Regions from separate parts of the Rattus norvegicus genome. Here region 2 is linked to region 1. A link is a contact called in public Hi-C data. All regions are on one chromosome and are shown on one strand. Each heading gives the region's core, a stretch centred on a gene start, on an enhancer-like site or on the middle of the called end of the contact. The rest is flanking DNA. Distances are from core to core; before and after follow the strand shown. Region 1 overlaps LOC120095082 (a long non-coding RNA gene). Region 2 overlaps Clint1 (clathrin interactor 1).

What was found. A called contact is a pair of places that touch in the nucleus more often than the background predicts.
Region 2: a contact with region 1 is called in a Hi-C map of kidney, with 2.9 times the contacts expected there. The contact joins two enhancer-like sites. A contact is called at or near these places in 11 of 12 Hi-C or Micro-C datasets (the A7r5 cell line, the Rat2 cell line, Schwann cells and 7 more) and 1 of 1 datasets of contacts at active chromatin or transcription factors (oligodendrocytes).

What each region holds. Positions count from the first base shown.
Region 1 is chr10:30,717,421-30,724,460 of GRCr8, reverse strand. It overlaps LOC120095082 (a long non-coding RNA gene), which reads left to right. Exons shown (of 3, transcript XR_005490169.2): 1 at 1-697; 2 at 1,500-1,682; 3 at 6,334-6,539. Among named protein-coding and RNA genes, the nearest start is that of Clint1, 79 kb to the left of the region's middle. Within about 2 kb of position 3,165, at least 5 of the 93 cell types and tissues checked have an H3K27ac peak or open chromatin away from gene starts, as enhancers often do. A contact at or near this core is called in kidney, where this site is marked.
Region 2 is chr10:30,817,000-30,824,039 of GRCr8, reverse strand. All of the region lies in intron 1 of Clint1 (clathrin interactor 1), which reads right to left. Among named protein-coding and RNA genes, the nearest start is that of Clint1, 21 kb to the right of the region's middle. Within about 2 kb of position 3,134, at least 7 of the 93 cell types and tissues checked have an H3K27ac peak or open chromatin away from gene starts, as enhancers often do. A contact at or near this core is called in kidney, where this site is marked.

The DNA of each region.
Region 1 (7,040 bases), core at 1,916-4,415:
CAATCCCACCTCATTTCAATGGTTGGCAGCCTGATGACTGGGTCACTGTGTGGTTGTGTTTTCTCCCATAGTAATCTCAGAAGCTTCCCCCAAGATACTAATATGTCACTGAGGTACTGATCCACAGAAAGAGGAAATACAACTTGTATTCTTAAAAGTTGCTAAACGTTGAGAAAAATTTGACGAATAATTGGTGAGAGAATGGTTTGAAACCTGGGGCAGTAAGACCCAACTATGATTATCAGAATAGCTGCCTACAATAGAACCGAGGACCAGAGTACAAAATGTCTTTGTATTTAAGAAGTCTTAATTGATTATGTTATTTTTTAAAATATTTATTTATTATGATCATGTGTGTGCAATATGTTTGAGTGTGGACATGTGTGCCACATGCCTGTGGAAGTCAGAGGACAGCCAGCCCTGTGCAGTTGGTTCTGTCCCTTTTTGATCTGGAGGCGGAATTCAGGTCATCAGGCCCTTGTACTTTATGAGCATCTCACCGGACAAGAAGAGTGGTTTTAAAGTGCCAAATGGAAGACGCTGGCTATGGACAGATAAGAATAAAGGAATGGGAAACAACCAAAGGATGGATGGAACATTTCTAAGTGACATTGATCACACAGTGATGGAATATTAGGAAACAGCCCGATTGGCTCATGTCAGATGACTTCACACCATTTCTATGTAATATTGAAAGGTAGGTATGCTAGTATCATACTAGTTAAAATTGGTCCATTTAGGAAATGTTACTGATCTCTCAGAGAAGAAACTTGGCTTTGGCTGGGTAGTCTGGAACACGAAGACTCAGTATGAATAATTTGATTAATTTTATATATTTTATTGTAATCATCATCATTATGGCTGTGGGGGAGGGATGCAGGGGTTGAATGCAGACTGCCATGCCTACACAGCAAGCTCCTTCCTTATGAGTTAGGGTCTCATTCTAGCCCAGGTTGGTCAGGAACCAAAGCTGGCCTCATACTCACAGCAATTCTCCTGCCTCAGCCTCCCAAGTGTTGGGATTATAGGTGTGAGCCAGCTTTCTTGGAGTCTAGTACATGAGCCCAGTTTAACAAAATGGCCTCCTGTAATTTTTACCTAATATGATTTACTTGGATTGGAGTAAAGGCTAATAGTATCGAGAAGACAAACACAGTTTACAGTAAAAGATGATGTTTGACGCTAACTACAAGTGCTCAGGGCCTGGAAGTTCTTCTGCGAAGTTTTAGAAAGCTGTAAGACAAGAATGTCCTTGTAAGATGCGTCTAACGTGGGAACTCTGGACCACAACTCTTGAGACAACGTCTTTTTCTCTCAGGAGAGCAGACAAGCCCTCTCTTTGGTGAGAAATGGAGACAGAAAGCATGGTTTTGCGTCCTGGGATGTGGCCCCCGGCTTCTGTTTGCTATGTAGCAGTTCTGTGAGCACAATAAAAGCACTAGGTGATTTACTGCTGTAAAGCTGTACTGATGGCTTTCTGTGCTGTCCTCACTTCCCAGACATTTTGCATCGATTACTACTGTACTTCGTTCTTCCAAACAAGAACAGAGTTCTTATGAGTGAACAGGTCTGCAGCTGCTGATTCGTGTGTGGTGTTTGCTACTGGACTGGACTGAGAACAACCAAGATTGGAATTGCCCCAAAGGACTATGTCTAAACAGAAGAACAGAGCTCTTACGATAGTAAAGTTTTCTGTTTTATAAGCAGGGTAACCGAGTGAGGAAGACACTTAATGTAGTCTTCCCTGAAGTACAAACTTCTGGTTTCTTTAGAAAGCCAGTTACGTCAAACGATACACACGGGAGAGGTTGCTTTGCTAAAGCAGACACACCTGAAACAATGTTTTGCTAAAGCAGACACAGGTGAAAGGATGGTTTGCTATGGCAGACATATGAAAGGACATGTGATGTTTAGAAAGAATGTAAATATGACCCCACAGACAGTGGAAGCGCAAGTATTGGTTCGCTTTGCTCGGTCTCGCTATTCTTTGCTGATGACACACGTGTAGTGGTTTACCTTACATTGTATTGCTGTGCTTTGATTGTAGTGACTTCACAGGGGAACTTGCCACAAATCTTCTCATGAGGTTCCTGTAGCTTCTTGTCAATTCCAATGACTTGGGTCAGTTGGTGAGCCTACGGTTCCTTCTGGACTGAACTGCCCTTGCTGATTTGTGTGTGGGGTCCGCTGAGTGGACTGGTCTACAGCTGCTGGTTCATAATCAATGTTTCCTAGTGGACTGGACTGAGAACAATGAAGATTGGAGTTGCCCCAAAGAACTATGTCTAAACAGGTCCACTTCCCCATATCCTAATAATCTTTCTTTTCTGGTGGGTGGTAGGCTAGAGGGGAGGTTGAACTTTAATAAAAGTAGGTTGTAAAAAATATATGTCGCCATTTCCCATCCATAGTTGGTTATGGGCAAGAAGTGAACTTTAGAACCTTTTTATTTTATGATGTATTTTATTTTCAATTATGCATATGGGTCTTTTTGTATGTATGAGTTCGTGGAGGCCAAAAGAGGGTTATCAAATGGTTGTGAGTTGTCTGACATGGGTTCTGGGAACTGAAATTCTGGTTCTCTGCAAGACCAAAAAAGCACTCTTAGCCTGCTCTCCAGGCCCCAGAACCTTAAATACACTCATTCATCTATCCATTCATTCATTCATTCATTCATTCATTCATCCATTCATATATATTTATTCATTTATTGGCTGATTGATTGACTTAATTAGGATAGGGGCTCATGTAACCCAGGCTGGCCTCAATTTCACTATGTAGCCCAGGATAATCTTGATTATTTCTTTTTTGCAAAGGGAAACGTGATCGTTTCTGACAAATTTCTCTTATTTGAGAAAATAGAAGGGGTATGGAAGGGACGGCGTTTTAAAGATGTCAAAGGAGTAGAAACATATAACCACTTATTTATTTAGTTATGGGCAGGCTGAAACAAAGCCAGGGGAAGGAAAGCTCCCTGGAGTGAACTGGGACACTGACATCAGTGGCCAAGCTGGGAACCTGCGTCCCTTTCCCTCAGCTGTCAGAATGCCAGCAGAAGGGCACAGATGCAAGGCCTGGGCATCCGGGCATGAGGGGAAAGGCTCCCTGAACTGCATCTGTGAACAGAAGTGGTGAGCGCTTGACATTTTGAATGCAAAATACTTGTCAGGGTGCCAAGTGCTAGCCAGCCAGGGCTGGTGCAGTGAGAGTTGTGCTGTGGCTGCCCCAGGATGCACAGGGACTGTTTGGAGAGAAATGGCTTCTCCTGAGGTAATATTTGGAAACTGGAATCCTGTGCCATCTGGCTGGTATCTCTCAGTTTTCAAAAAGTTCGCCTCCATTTTATTTTAATTAATTTAGCAACAGGGTTCCTTGTGAGTAGGCTGGCCTTCGTGTAACATGAGATGACCTTGAACTTTTCTGGACTATACAAGCCCTTGCCTCTACCTCCCAAATACCAGGACCACGAGTGTTCATCACCACACTAGAGAAGATCTCATTACATAAATGTGTAGCCTTTTGTATTTGCATTACTGAAGGGGTGGTGGTGGTGGTGGTGGTGGTGGTGTGTGTGTGTGTGTGTGTGTGTGTGTGTGTGTGTGTGATCTTCTAACTATAAAATTGCATGGTGTATTTAAGCAAAGGTTTTAAAAATTGAAAATTTCTCCTCATCCCTACCCCAATTCTGAAAAATCTTGTGAGGCTAGGGAGGAATGCTGGCTTATTTTGTTGGGAATCACCATTAAAAATAAATAGCATTTGTATAGAAGTGTCTCAGATGACTCATTTGGATCAGAGATCTGTATGCAAAATACAGTTGTGGGTTGTTTATAAAGTTGTTATTGGCATGGATGCTTTCCTTTAGGAGTCAGGAAGCAGAGGCTCTTAGGCTAGGTTAGCGATTCTAAGTCAGGTGTTTACAGCCACTGAGCTATGACGTTGCTTATGAATTCGCACCAGTGTTTAAACTTTTGTCCTTAGGTAGACTGTAAAATGAGAGATCTGCCCTGTCCTGGATTACATTCCCCTTCACCACTTGAATTTGCTTCTTTTTTTTTTCTTTAATATATGGAGTCTGGAGCTGGAGAGATGGTCCAGGGGTTAAAAGGACTTACTGCTTCATCATCAGTGAACTAGAGTTTGGCTCCCAGTATCCATATTGTGTGGCTCACAAATGCTTGTGGCTCTAGTTACAAGGCATCTAATGCCCCCTTTCTGGCCTCTCTGATCACCTGCATACTGGTATACTTAGCCCCACACAGACAGACAGACACAGACACACAGGAACAAACATATCACAGACATGCACATCTTAAGAAAGAAAAAGAAGAAATGCATTCTGGCTAGGCTTGGTAGAGTATGTCTGCAACTCCAACACTGAGAAGGCAGAGGAGAGAGGATTTTGGTGAAGTGGAGGTCTGTCTTGGCTACACAGGACTCTATCTCAAAAGTAGCTCCCAAAGGAAAAAACGATGAAGTAGAGTCAGTTCTGCACCACTGCGTGCACACTTGGTCATGTGACCTACTTTGCTGAAAGAAATAGGGAAAGCAGAGCCTTGAGCTGTCCCTGCCTGACAGCTGCTCCTTTACTGTTGCCACTACACCCTTTGCCACTGTATGCAAAGGTTTAGAGTGCTCTGCTGCACACAAGGAGCTTTGTGAAGTCAAGCTGAGCATGCCTGGATGAGGTCCTAGACCAGTGGTTCTCAACCTTCCTGATGCAGCAACCCTTTAATACAGTTCATGTTGTGGTAATCCCCAACCATAAATTTAGTTTCATTGCTACTTCATAACAGTAACCTTGCTACTGTTATGAATCATAATTTAAATCTCTGAAGGGGTCACTCCCAGGTCTAGTATGGCTGCTCTAGACCAACTTTACTAAGAAGCCCGAGGGAGGGAGAGTCCAGTCAGCCTGGATGCCCTCATTTGCAGAGACTCCTAGGTGGCCCAGACTGGGATTGACCCACAGCCTGATACATGTGTCTGCTTTGTGCCACTAAGTTTTATTTAATTCTATGTTGATGAACTGAATCAGACTCTATCGAACATGTTTTTTTTCCCCCCAGCCTAAATTAAGGTCTTTGGGTTGGTTGTTTCATGTTTCTAAGCAAGTTTGTGGAATGTGGTTGATTCGTTCTGTATTTCTTAGGTGCCTTTGCAAAATGACTGAGTATTGGTGGTGAAAGTTATCTGTCCCTCACAGATTGAACTCATTATCCGGCCATTTGAGAAAGGGAAGAGCAGGCCAGTGAGATGCCAGGGGGTAAAGCACTGGTCTCACAAGTGAGAGGTCAAAGTTCCATGCCTAGAACCCTGTGGGCTTAGATTTTTGAAAACCTACTTTTACTAAGGGTTCTCAAATGCTTCGATACCCCCTTCGTTTACCATCCAAAGATGAGGAGAAAGATGGTAAACAGGACAAGAGGATGTGGACCTCTTCAGAAGTAGTTCCTAGGGGAGATTCCAATCTCCATTTGTCAGGATACCAGCAGTTCAGTTCAGTAGTGTCAGGAGACCAAACATGAATCAGCAGTGGTGGCACGATCCAGCAGAAACAGCCAGGCCTCCACTGAATGGGTACGAGTCAGTGGGAGGGATCAGAACCAGCCAGGACGACAGGAGAAGTTCTCTGCTATGCCTCTCTCAATGAAATAAAGATCAGCAAAGACGGAATGTTGTAAGGTTAGCTATGCAAACTCCTGTCACTGTCTGTTGAGTCCTAGTTACACTCTCTGCAAACATCGCGTGTCCTCCCACACGTCTTGCCTCAGCAAGACACCATATGAGTCTGCATCACCTGTGTGACACAACCAGAAACTTCCACTTCAGGACCCACTTAAGGGGAAGGAGAGAATCACTCCATAAAGTTGTCCTCTTGCCTCAACATGTGTGCTGGGGCACATGCATACACACATGTATACACACATGCATACACACATGCACACACACACATGCACACACACATGCACACACACACACACACACACACACACACACACACTCGCTTCAATAATAATACTAAATTAAAAATTACAAGTGTCTCAGCCCCTCTGATGACTTGCTCCTATGTCTGTAACTGACATGTAGGACTTCTCGAGGCTAACTCTTGGCCAGTCACATGCTTGCAGAACATTTGCTCACAGTCTGCCATGTGACTTTTCAGTTCTCTTTTGATGAATACCTTCGTAATTTTTAAATAGCCAACTGGAGAGATCTGTGTTTCACAGTTAATGCTTTTCCTGTCTTTTAAAATGAGTCATCTGTTACTACAGGTTAAAAAGAAAAGTTACTTAACTTTTCCTTTTTTTTTTTTTCTTTTCTTTTTTTCAGAGCTGGGGACCGAACCCAGGGCCTTGTGCTTAACTTTTCCTTTTCAAAGCAAAAGTTTTGTGTTGACATTTATGTCCTTAATGCGTCTGGAGTTGGGCTTGGCAGATGATGTGATGAAGAAATCCAAGTCTTCCCGGACTACAAGTATATCTGCTTATTGCTCCACTTACTTATTTTTATTTTTAAATTAAAATTTTATTTATGTCTATGGTTGCTTGACCTGCATGTATGTGTGTACACCACGTGCATTCCTGGTTCCCATGGAAGCCAAGTGACAGTATCAGATCCCCTGGAACAGGAGTTAGAAACAGTTGTGAGTTGCCATGTGGGTGCGGGGAATTGAACCCGGGTCCTTTGGAAGAGCAGCCAGTGCTCTCAGATGCCAAGCTCTCTCTTTGGCTCTAGTGCTCCATTTACTGAAGTGATAATTTTTCCTGCTGATGTGAGATGCCACCTCTGTATTTCTACAACTTAAATGTGTTAAAGATGTTATTCTCAATGCAAAGGTGCCAAGAGGCAGGATCTTTCAACTATTTTTAAATAAAAATTTATTATAACTTTTAAGTAATGTGTATGTTTGTTTCTGTGTATGTGTACATGTGCACAGATGTTTATGGTGCCTAAAGGCTTCAGATTCCCTGGAGCTTGAGGGTCTCAGGCAGTTGTAAGCTGCCCAGCAAGGATGCTAGGAACCAAACTTTGTGTGT
Region 2 (7,040 bases), core at 1,885-4,384, 100 kb before region 1:
AGCAGGATCAAGAGATTGAAGGCAGCCTGGAATATCCAGCAAGCCCCTGCTTCAGAAAAAGGTTTCTTTAAATGCCGCAGCACTGTAACACAGGACATCAAGTGCAGTAGGCATTGATCTGCTCAAGGAACTTTGTGTTGAAATCTCCTCTAAGTTACTGCCTCTTTTTTGTTGGTTTGTTTGTTTAACATATATTAAATACAAAGTATCTGATGAAGAAGAAAGACAGCTCAGATGTTAAGAACACTTTCTGCTCTTGCAAAGGAGGGAATTCAGTTCCCAATGCTCATGTTGGGCTATCTGTGCACAAGCTCCTGGAGCTCCAGTTAGAGGGGCCTGATACCTTTTTCTGACCTATTTTGGCACCAAGACACATATATAAATAAAGAGTAAATCTTTTCTTAGCAAGAGATAAAAAGTAAATTTTCCCCTCTCTTAGACACTGTGTTCTCTGTCAGTGTCACACACAGAGGCAAGAGAACAACTTCCAGCAGCAGGCCCTGCTTCCACCAGGGGGATCTCTAACAACACACTGCTAGTGAGAACTAGACTTCCTGAACAAACCCTAACATGCCTGACAGATGAAAACACTGTCTACCTTCACCGTCTGAACAATGTTAAAGACTCCAGACAGTGGGAGTAGTCTGTGAACACTGTTATTTTCTCACTATGGTCTAGCAAATATATACAACCAATTGCATTTTTTTTTTTTGTCAAAATGAGACATCTTTGTGGGCAGTACACTTTAACTCAACAACTCTACAGTTTACAGAAACCATGTGTGCATGTTAAGGATACCAACTGAGGCCAGAAGAGGGCATTGGATCCCTGGAATTAACTCAAGTTATTCTGATCTGTACAGTGAAACACAGTAAGAGGCTTGGCTATGTGACTTGTGCCCAGCTATGTATAGCAGATTTGGGTCATGACAGAACTATAAACTATGTTTTTGCTACAAATTTCTCAGTTGTTTATTATAAATTAAAACTTTGAACAGAATGTCTAATAAGAAATCATTGTGCTTTAGAACTCATCACAGAGGTAAATGCAATGTCTAAGTATAATTTATCAGTCACTGACATGAGCTGATTACAACATCTAATACTTTTTCATCTGGTTCTAAACTGTCATTCTCTACAAATGCCAAAAGTGAGAAATAAGCATTCCAAGCTGGCCAGGTTAACCCGTGCCTGTTATTCCAGCACACAAGTCATCCTGGATTATGCACAGGAAGATGTTGTCTGGAAGGCGGAAGGAAGGAAGGAAGGAAGGAAGGAAGGAAGGAAGGAAGGAAGGAAGGAAGGAGGGAGGGAGGGAGGGAGGGAGGGAGGGAGGAAAGAAGAGAGGGAGGGAGGGAGGGAGGTAGGAAAGAAGAGAGGGAGGGAGGGAGGTAGGGAGGGAGGGAGGGAGCGAGCATTTCAAAACCCTCTATTTTCAACATGTGCATTCAAGAAATGTGTTCCCTTGTTTATAAGATCACATACCTAACACTCTAGGAAAATTCCCACTATTTTGTGTCAGTGTAGAGGAAGCAACACTAACCAAGTTCATGTATAAATTTCTGAGATTCATGAAAACCAATGTGTTCCACTCTGTCTAAAGTTGTCCTAAAATATAACTAGAAGTCCTGTTCCCACAAGCCACCAACTTTCTGATTTAATCTGGCAAGTTTTCAGGGAAATCCTTGAGTAATTTATGAAACAGATGTGCAAAGAAATGACATCAAAGGGACAAGCCAAGAAAAACATCCTGGTGTCAGCAGCTAAGCTATGAGCTATGGGAAGACACATTTCCCTTTCCTCACTGCAGGGGTGAGCAGCACTGACCAAGACAAGCCACTGGACAGCAGCCATTCTCAGGCCTTGCTTGGCTGCAGGAACTGATCCAGGACACAGTCAAAGAAGACACTGCACACTCTCGTGTGTTCATGATGCTTCCTTGTTTTTCACAGCCACTCTCAGCAAAGACCAAAGCCATACATAGATTTGTCCCGTCAGTGACTTAGTAAGTTACTAAGATGTGAATTTTTGTCTCTGGTACGCACCTACTGTTAGGGTCTCTAAACAAATCACTGGTATGCCTCAGTTTCCTCATTTAGAAGGCCCTTATATCGCTATCAAGGTAACTAAATAACATGTGCAAGGCAGTTAGCAGAGTTGATACCACTGTTTCTAGGTGAGTCTTTCATTCTAGATAGGACGTATGCATTGTCTATAAACACTCTACTGGCTCACCTGTGGAAGTCCTGGACCCTGATGGTGGCAGTATTTTAGGAGATTCTAGGAACTACAGAAGAGAAGTCCTCTCTGGAAGAAATTAGTCACCGGGGAAGATTCTTGTGCCTGAATTGTTCACTCTCTCTACTAGTTACCATACTGTGAACCTCTGTGCTCCCTCTCCTCCTTGCCACAATAGGTTGGCACTAACTACTGAGACCATGAGCCAAAGAGCCCCTTCCTGTCTGGGTTGTCTCTCAGGTCAAAAAGACAGAGAACCTAACCCTAACCCCTTATGAGGAGGGACCATAATATACACGTGCTTATCCAACTGTCTCACAAACAAATCATTAGCAGGGTGCTGGAGAGAGAGCTTTCTGGTAAGCAGTGCATCCTGTTCTCTAACAGGGTTCTCCATAACCCTGTCAGGCAACTCACAGATACTTGTAACTCCTGGCACTGATATCCTCCTCTGGACCTAGTGGGCAACTGCACTCACACCCACAACTGTAAACAGACATGCATGCACATAATCGAAAGTTAAACTCAACTTTTAAAAAGTTGTAATTAGCAGAGGCTGACAGTGTGGTTTGGTGGTACAGACCAATGTCCTGGGTTCAATCCCCACCATCAAAACTAACCAACACCCAAAGTAGCAGAATTCTGAGCTTTTAAAACCTCCAAACCAATATCCATGTTATTACTCCTTGTGGTATTTGGCTGAGCAAGGGGGCTGTAAGTGCCACAAAACCTGGTTTCCTTTCCAAAGACATCAACTATTGTAGGAAGAGGAATCTGGGATCACTGGTTCTTACTGGTTTGTTTAGAACTTTGTTCACTCCCTAGAAGGAGTGCTGCTTTTATGACTTAGGCAAGCTTAAAGAAAAGCCATTGCCACATAGGCTAGTGTCATGACACGACAGTTACTGTTTTCCAGAGAGGCACCTTGCCAGCAACGACTGGGAGGTCAAGCTCCTCAAAGCTAGCAAAGCGGAGCGGATTACACACAAAAGCAGAATAAAGAGTAACTCCCGAGTGGGTAAAATTTAACTCTCAAGAAATCCCTACCCCATAAAGCATTCTCACAAAGAAAAATTATATGAACACACACACACACACACAAACACACGCACACGCATGCATGCACACGCGCACACTCATAGAAAAACTCAAATAACCAAATACCATTTGTGGTATCAAAGCTCCAAACAAAACAAAGGTAGAGTAGTAGGTAGAGTAGGGTGATGGGTGATGACTATTCTGTTCAGTATCATGAAAAAAAATGGAAAAAAAAAGAAAATGAAAAAAATGAACTTTTTTTAAAAATAGAAAGTCCCATTTTCTATGCAAGTGTTCGATGGCTGGACAGACACAGTTGTGTTGGGAACCAGCCAGCTCCTCGTCTGCAGATGAAGACTGTGTCCACTGCTCTCATCCTTTGGCCAGAACATCTGGCTATGACAGAACACTCATCCCTCGGGATGACAGTCACAACCCTGAGCATTTCTGTCTCCACCCTTTAAAAGCTCGTATGTTTCCCGGTAAAGATCTTAACTCATCTTCTCTTCTCTGTAGCAGTGGTCTACCCAGTCCTGGGAAACTGTCACCGGGGACTGACAGGGGCTCCTCCAGAAAAGAGTCCCTGGGGAGCTGGGCAGGTCGGCTACAGAGAAACATCCCAACTGTCCTGCTCCCCAGAGACTTGCCTGGTCTAATGGCTCATCTCTAGGCTCCAAAAGGGACAGCACTGTACATTCCCCAAACTTCTGAGACATTTCTTTCCTGAAACATTTTTTTTAAGTGTCCCCAAACTCACTTTAGCAAACTGATACAAACACAAGTGCCTTCTTCATGCCATCAAATACAAAATACACTTTCATTCCACTGGAAGTCTGGAAGGAGAACAAAGCTCTTCACATTGTCCCCCAACATCCAAGTGTGTGCCCTGGTGTGCTTACATGCACATTTACCTGTGCACATATATACAAAGATAAGTGTGAAACCATTTATATTTAACTCTTGGCTAAGGTTTCAGCCTTTTAACTTGCTTCAAGTGCATTTCTGTAACAGCAAACCCATCCCTCTTATTCACTGTCCTGTTTTCCCGCCTCTGGTAATCACTGTTTCCTCCACTCTCTGCTTCTGCAGCCAGCGTCTCAGTATGTGACAGCCAAGAGGCATCAGGAGCCTGTGTGTCTAGTCTCCCCATCACAGCGTCCAGTTTCCCCTATGCTACTGTGGAAGACAAGCCTGTGGAGTGTCCCACGGTGGGTATGTGCACTGTCTTCATGGAGTCACTGCAGGCACAGTTGGTCTCATGCTACGACTGTTCCAATAAGCAGAAATGCTATTTATCTCTCCACCTGTAAGTGGTGCTAGTGAGTCTGATGTGCATAGGGGTTGCCCACATGTGTGCATGTGCATCAGGCCTAAAGAGGGCGTCAGATCCCCTGACTCTGAAGTAATACAAGTGGGAGAAACTGAACCCTGGTCCTCAGGGTAGAGCCGCTGTGCTCTATGACTAACTTCTGCTTTTCGTCTGCTATTCTCTAATGGCTATTCGTGTGCTAGCTTCCTTCACAGCAGTCAAAGAGCATCGCCTCCTCCACACCTGCACCGGATCCTCCTTACCCTACCCTCTGCTTTCTTTATCCCTGCTGTTGCATCTGGGCTTTCTTTAAACTCATTTGCTTATTTTTCGGTAAACAGTTCCCTCTCCTTGTTGGGTATAAAAATAACAAAACAAAACATCAACGATCCCTTCAAAATTCTTAATTTTAGCTTTGTATTTTTAATTTCTAGCCTTCACTTAATCATTTTATGCCAAACGCTGTCCACTTCACTTTGTGCTAACTGTGTATGGCACAGCTGAATAGGCACACAAGGAACACAGCTCAGGGACCGTCAGAAGGCTGGCAGGCTATATGCAATAGCTGGACTGTGTGCAGCCCACATGTTACTCTGTATTAAAATACCGGCTCCCCTCTCTGACCAAGGAACAAGCTACTTCCAGTGTGTCCTTCCATTAACCCTTTTAACAGGTAGTGGTGGCCATGTTAGCCACCACACAGCCCTCTCCCTCAAACACTGTCTGTCATCCTTTTGCATTCATGGACAATCCTACCCAGAGAGGCAGGGCCTAAGCATCTCTGGTCACGTTCCTCACTTCCCCATCCAACAGTGCACATACTTCAGGTCTTTTCAATATGATTCCTTAAGCTCCTCTAACATACGTCTCTCTGCTTCTTCCCTCCCACACCAGCACTATCTTAGTTCAGCACTTTCTTTCCATTTGGACTGCCTAAAAGCCTTCTAACTAGTTTTTCTGCTTCTATGTACAACTTCTCACCAGGCTAGAGCCAAAGGGAACTCTTGTTCACATCCAAGTCCCACTTAAAGGTAGCAAGGATCCCCCCTTCCGGCCTTAAAACACAAGTTCCTTGACATGAAGCATGGTTCTTGCTGGGGATACCAATTTACTTCCCCAGCCTCAGAACTCAACAACTTCAGGTTGCTTCCTTGGGTTTTCTAAGTCTTTTTCTGTTTTTAAGTCCTTTGCTCCATAGTCAACTATACAATCATCTGATTTTATAAATGCCACTTCCTCCGAGAAGCCTTCCTGTAGTGCCCCAAACAGGGAGTTCATCTATCTATTCCTGCCTTCTACAACTGAACTGAAACAAAAGCGAGTGTCGTGGCTGGCCTGTTTGTTTGTTTGTTTGTTTGTTTTACAGGCCTATCTTTCCCCTTCCTTGGACTATGACACAGTATTGTGCTTATGTACTGGAACAGGCTCAGTGACAGCAAATATCAAATCTTTACTGAACAACCAGCCTCAAAGCAACAAATGAACCAAAATGTGAGGCTGTGAGTGACAGGGCAGGCCACGAGACAGGGGAGGAGTGAGGAGCTGACTCAACTGTCTCTTGGGACAAAGTGCTGAAGGAGACACAGTGACGGTGGCTTCCATCTGCCCTGCAACAGCACAGACTGACAGAAGACAGAGGAGCACGGAACATCCCAGTGAACCCAGTGGTCTACAAAGAAAGCTGCTTACTAGGCAGTTGGTTTGGAATCTCTTTGCTTCCAGTCAAAGTTCTGTCGTCTGACACCAAGCCTACGCTAGCTAGAAAGGTTCAAGGGAACACACAGAGATGTGGTTTGAATGTCTCCTCAGTTTGTGAAGATGCTAATAAGGTGAAAGAGAGCAGAAGTCACTAGGAACAGTGTCAAGTTCAGCTGCAACCAGATCCACAGATGATAGGGGAAAACCAGAGCTCTTTCTAATACAGTGGTTCTCAACCTTCCTAACGCTGCAACCCTTTAATACAGTTCATGTTGTAGTGACCCCCAACCATAAAATTATTCTCATTGCTACTTTATAATTCTTAGTTTCCTACTGTTGTGAGTCATAATGTAAATGCCTGATGCAAAGGACAGCTGACGTGTGATCCCTGAGAAAGGATCCCTTGACTCCCCAAAGGGTCATGGCCCACAGGTTAAGAAGTACTGCTCTAGGTCTTCTGGTGAACGTTCTTGACAAAATCTGATCTCTCGTGCCTTCCATTTCTGAGCCTTCTTGGTGCTGTGTGCCTAAGTGAGTCAAACGATCTTGGCACACAATGGAGGAAGCCTCCCAAGTACACCCGGGAGCCAGCAGAGATCTGACATGTTCTGGTGGAGCTTTAAGGTTGCTGTTAACTATGGGGCAGTGGATGTGGTGTGGGGAGGATTCATCCCCATTCTTTGTGAACTCCACACTTGCAAAGTGACCAAGACACTAACATATACCTGCAACCCTAAACCAACATCTTCATACTGTCC